Regions from separate parts of the Mus musculus genome. Here region 1 is linked to region 2. The links are chromatin contacts, called in public Hi-C maps. All regions are on one chromosome and are shown on one strand. Each heading gives the region's core, a stretch centred on a gene start, on an enhancer-like site or on the middle of the called end of the contact. The rest is flanking DNA. Distances are from core to core; before and after follow the strand shown.

Region 1 (2,700 bases), core at 34-2,533, 120 kb after region 2:
CACATGCATTCCAAAGATCTAGCAGAACCCTTGTCTGGGAAGAGAACTGAAAAGTATTGATCTCATAATCATTAACTTCCAGATTCTCTACACTGTCTCTCTCTCTCTCTCTCTCTCTCTCTCTCTCTCTCTCTCTCTCTCTCTCTCTCACACACACACACACACACACACACACACACACATACACACACACGTTTTTGTCTTTGTGGAACTGATTTAACTCTGAAAAAACCCCCACACTCTCTTGAAGGAATTTGTCCATGATATTAGTAGCCTCCTGACAAGAAACAGCACCCACCAACTTGAGATTTTTTTCAGTGTGTGTGTGTGTGTGTGTGTGTGTGTGTGTGTGTGTGTGTGTGTTCGGGGATGGTTTGAACTGGACTATGGCAGAGCCTTGGAAGATGAACTAGAAGTAAGATCCTGGTGGCTCAGCTACTGACCACAGCAACCCTGTGAAATAGTAATGACCTCTGAACCTAGGTTATGCATAGCTGTCAGGTTCTTGTGGGCCATAGGACAGAGTTACATCCTGAGCTAGCATCACAATCAACATCTTAGCATGCTTCTAGTCCCGTTCAAATGCTGTCCCTATGATTTCCTCTCCCCACCCTGGATTGCCTAGGAGGACTGCTGCTGGTCCTGCTCCTCCTGCATTCTGGTCATCTTCTCCCTCCTCTCAGATTACTTTCCTCTTCCTTCTCTGCCTCCCCAGTGTTCATCTTACACTGGCTGCTTTTTCTGCTTGCAAAAGTCCATCCTACAATGCCTAAATACTCTTAGGCTACTCAAGTGCTTTCCCCAAATCAACCAATCAGAGAAGCCTTCCTTGATCACCACCCAGCATACCTTTGCCTCCACTACTTTGAAAACCCTTTATACTGTTTAATATTTCTAGTGATTACCCAATGCTCTTTGCTCTTGGGGCCTTCTAATGTCCAGAATTTAGTTTTGCATGGGAGAACACTTCTTTTCTTTTGTTCTCTGCAATGTTATCAGTTATAGGACAAAGCTGCCATCCTAAGCACCTGCTAAATGCTAGATAAATGAGTAAATGGTGAATAAATCATACTTTATTAATGACTATGCCTCTGAACTTGTATTTAATTTCCACCTTGAGAAACAGCATTGCATGGACTGTGTGCCTTCTATTTAATGGTTATTGCCTTGATACATGTTTGCTCACCAGATGGATCTGTGTTGTGCAGTGAGAGCCTGCAAGAGTGAATAGACAGAGATCATGCCTAAGCTGAGGCCAAACATTACAAGACCACTAGGAGTCCCCAAGTCAAAGCAAAAGTGGTCTCTTGGCAGTAATTAACGTTAGCTGTGTGCTTGTCCCATGGTCTGATTAATGACAGTGTTTGAGAAAACAGGCATTTCCACTCCCACAGAGTCCTGTCCTGTGGAGCAGCTGGCAACCCCATAAGTCACCACAGAACTGTTTCTCCAGAAGGAGGAAAGTTTACACGCTAGATTTTAGGTAAAATATTTAAGAAAATTATCAATGTGCTTTATGCTCCAAGCTTTCTGTACAAAAAAGGAGTGGATTCTTAGGGGACTTTCTGAACGAATCTGCTAAAGCTTAGAAAGTTCTAAAATACTTTTACTTTGTTTTTATGTCATTGCTTGACTTTTCTTTCTTCAAGAAATGGTAATTTAGCTAGGAACAAAAACCCTGAGCATGCCCAGTTGGACCCTGCCCTCATAGACTTACTGATGACTGAGAAAGAATGGAGAAAACATTATAAAAACCAAACATAAAATATTGTGACATCCTACTCGAGTAAGTATCAGAAGGACTACATATAACCAATGGGGTCCTCTCCTGACATGACATTAAATTAAAGAGAGAAGTGGTTCTAAGGAAGTCATTTTGCCTAAGATCACATCTGCCAAATTTTTCAGTATTTGAAGAATCATACTTTTTATGAACCAAATAATAAGTTGCTATACACCTAAACAGTCAGCTCGCTAGGTCTGCCTTCTGCTACCCCCTGCTGCTTTCCCAAGTCAGATTCTCCAGCACTTTCTAAGTGGTCTATTGGCGCTTGGTTCATCCTGGCCTCTTCCTCCCTGCCCTGATTCTGGTAACACTCTAGAACAATGATCAGGTCTCACAAACAAGGCAGTCTGTGTTGTATCATTGCAGTTCCAAGGTCCCGGGGCACATGTGTAGGGAGGGTCAAGATTGAATAAGTGCTCTTCCGTGTCTTAGAGCAGGCATTTCCACACATCCCAGGCTGGGATGTAGCAGGTAACTAGGTGTGCCTCTTTCCTGTATTCTGTCAAGGTATGTTTTGGATCAGAATAAGAATTTCTCTAAGGATTGTCCCTCTGTTGGCTTGCAGTGGTAGCTCACTGCAGGAAGGTTGATCGACGTCCCTGGCCAGGCCTTGTGTTTTATTTTGCACTGTGTTTTGAGTACTGTGTGTTGGTTTCCCCCAGAATGCTTTACTTAAAAGAAACCTAAGTGTATTTAATGCATATTAATGATATACCTGAGATTGCTGCATAATTAACTTTAGGTAGAAAGTGATTCTTGTTATATAGCCATATGTATAGTCAGAGATAGTCTTACATATGTATAGACACATGCATTTAGATTTTCCTCTTTAGATAAATGAACTGGAAAGTGTGAAAACTACACCCCGTATCACCTCAGCCGTTCTCTGGGTTAGGCGAATGGTATAAAACCTG
Region 2 (2,700 bases), core at 191-2,690:
CTGGAAAGTGCATGAGGCAGAGCTCCTCACCCAACACCCTGATGGTGGTGGAAAAAATGGCATTGGGCAGCGAGGCCAGCGCAGCCGAAGCCCAGATCAACCCACACAGCACCTTGGCTGAAAAACAGCAGCTCTCCCTCAAGCTCTGGCCGCAGCAGTCGCCACGGCCACGCCCTCGGGTCCGATGGCTCTTGAGAGCCGAGGCCACCGAGTGGTAGCGCGCCACGCTCATAGCAGTGAGGAAGAAGACGCTGGCGTACATGTTCATGGATGTCACCATGGACACGATCTTACACATGGCCTTGCCGAAGGGCCACTTGAAGTCTAGTGCGTTCTCCACAGCCCAAAAGGGCAGAGTGAGCACGAACTGAAAGTCAGTCAGTGCCAGGTTAGTGACAAAGAGGTTGATGGAGGATTTGCGCCAGCCTTGCTTGCTCTTCATCAGGTAGAGAACCAGCAGGTTGCCGGCCAGTCCCAGGGCACAAACCACCCAGTAAACCGCGCTGATGAGGATCCGTACCCTGGCCTCAGTGTCTGTGCTCTCTGCCCCGCCGCCACCCGGAGGATGCCCAGGCGCCGCACCGTCTGGCAACTCTAGCCCCAGCTCCCACCACAGATCCTGAAGCTGCAGCGACGCATTGCCGCTGGCGTTGGCCACTTCCAGCAAGTCTGGGGTCAGAGCGAAGAATTCTGAGAGCTCATCACCCGCAGCTGCTTTCCTCACGGTGGCCGCGGGGGTTGCAGAAGCCACCTGCATGCTCAGGTGCGCCTTAGTCACGTTCTGCAAGCCGACTACCGAGAGTCAGCGCTTGCTCCGGGTGTGGTACCCAGGCGGGCGCGCAAAGCAGGTGCCTGAGCTTTCTATGTAGACGCTCAAAAGGGCTCCTGGAAACTGGATGCTGAGCCGCGTTGGCGCCCAGAACCGCCTTGGGCGCAGGGGTTGGCTGCACTCAGCATCAGTTCTTGGTGGGTTTAGAAGAGAGGATAGTTCTAGGCAAGTGGCTGGGGATCAAGGTTCCTCCTGGTGAGAACTGAGTCTCCAGCTACCTACTCTAAGACTGAGTCATACCCCTCTGCTTTCCTGCTGTCACTTAGATGCAGTCCCCTACTCAGGAGCACGGCTCTCCCAGTACCTTTGTTGGCTTCTGAGGTTGCCCGGAGGAGTTTCTCTCCTTCTAGAGGAAAACAGATCGTGGACATCTGTGTCTCGCTCTGACTGCCTGAAGGCTGATTCACGCCATCACTTCCTGGAGCTCCGTTGGTGTTTTCTGTGTGTCCGATATTGTCAACCCCCAGTGAGTTGCCAGCGTTTGATGAGTTACATTGGCACCCACCTCTGCTGAGAGCCCCGAAGAGCTTGCATAATCTCCGTGCGAGAAGATGGGGGTGCTTTCCGAAGTGCTGAACCCCGCGCGCCACGCAGGGAGAGGCAGAGTCTACTGGCAACTAACTCCCCTTTGTTCCAAGTTGCAGAAGGAGTGGTCTTAGTCTTTTATTTTCTCGGTGTCTGGAGTGAGTCTGAGTCTGCTTTCTTCCTTTCTTATTTTTATTAGGACGAGGTTTTTTTTTCTCCTTTCTCCCCACCTTAACACAATAGTTTGTTTCTCCCACTTACACAATAGTAACACCCTTTGTTCTTTAAATCAAATAACCAATCTTTTCCTAGTACTCAAACTGAAGCCCCATCTCCCCTCTAATTAGCTGAACACTTACCTGGTGTCAGATTGGCAGAATTCTAAGGGTTGATGTTTGCCTGGAATTGAGTATATTTTAAGAACTGAAGCTACAGGGGGCCGTGGGGAGGGGGAGACGTGTTACGTCTCAACTTTGCAGTTTATTTAGATGCCAGGTTAGTTGCTCTTAGAAGGACTTAAGGAAGCTGAAGTGTTTTCTTGACAGAAGAACTAACCTGAAAAACAAGTATGCTAAGCATGCAGTAATTGCCCTCACTTCTGGGATAATACTTGACTTTACTAACAGTAATTGGGGATATACGGACAGATGGAGCGAAAGAGATAAAGACTTGTAATCAGTCAAAGGAACAATAAAAGAGAAAAGAGGTCCTCGGCAACCTTAAACAGTCTTAATTCCAAAGTGGACTTTAAAAGGGCACTTCGCTGCAGACGCTGCATTTCTCGATTTTACCAATAGAGGTCGCAAGAGCTTCAGTAAAAAAAAAAATCAACTGGCCTTCGATCAGTTTTAATATGTTGAAGTTCTCTGCCCTGGTAATTCTGTGCTTCTGTGGACCCCTCCTTGCATCCTGGCTTTATAGCCTCGCCTTCAAGCGCACGTTCTCACTTTAAAAAAGCGTTTTCTTCCTCTGCCAATTTCTTTCTTTTTTATTGTATTTCAAGGGCTACTGAAAACCAAGGAAACCTGTGGTGATACGGAAAGTCCTATGCAGTAAAGGTCTTAGTCTGCTCACTCATCTAACAAATACTTACTTAGCCTCGCTTTGTTAGGTGTTATTCCATGACTAGAAGACTTTATGGTAAGTACAATCTGTAGAGTTCACACTCAGATGGGTGATACAAATAGTTAAGAGTTGTGTGATTGTAATATAAGTAGAAAAACAAAGCAAAATGAATCATAAACCATGTCTAATGAAGTTTGAACTTCCTGAGACTGTCAGGAGGCAGACACTGAGACAGACACTGAGCATAGGGGCTGCTGATATTATTAAGAAGAGAGTCCTAT

Evidence for each region. A called contact is a pair of places that touch in the nucleus more often than the background predicts.
Region 1: a contact with region 2 is called in a Hi-C map of embryonic fibroblasts, with 2.4 times the contacts expected there. The contact joins the enhancer-like site here to the promoter of Rxfp3 in region 2. A contact is called at or near these places in 10 of 39 promoter capture datasets (the 3T3-L1 cell line, the HPC-7 cell line, cranial neural crest and 6 more), 1 of 15 datasets of contacts at CTCF or cohesin (the NIH/3T3 cell line), 18 of 484 Hi-C or Micro-C datasets (the 3T3-L1 cell line, adipose-derived mesenchymal stem cells, cerebellum and 11 more), 1 of 115 datasets of contacts at active chromatin or transcription factors (embryonic limb bud) and 4 of 9 other capture datasets (adipose tissue, embryonic stem cells, liver and 1 more).

What each region holds. Positions count from the first base shown.
Region 1 is chr15:11,159,673-11,162,372 of GRCm38.p6, forward strand. All of the region lies in intron 3 of Adamts12 (a disintegrin-like and metallopeptidase (reprolysin type) with thrombospondin type 1 motif, 12), which reads left to right. Among named protein-coding and RNA genes, the nearest start is that of Adamts12, 96 kb to the left of the region's middle. Within about 2 kb of position 1,284, at least 23 of the 459 cell types and tissues checked have an H3K27ac peak or open chromatin away from gene starts, as enhancers often do. A contact at or near this core is called in the NIH/3T3 cell line, embryonic fibroblasts, muscle stem cells and 1 more, where this site is marked.
Region 2 is chr15:11,036,528-11,039,227 of GRCm38.p6, forward strand. It overlaps Rxfp3 (relaxin family peptide receptor 3), which reads right to left and starts at 1,441. Exons shown (of 1, transcript NM_178717.3): 1 at 1-1,441. The coding sequence starts at 757.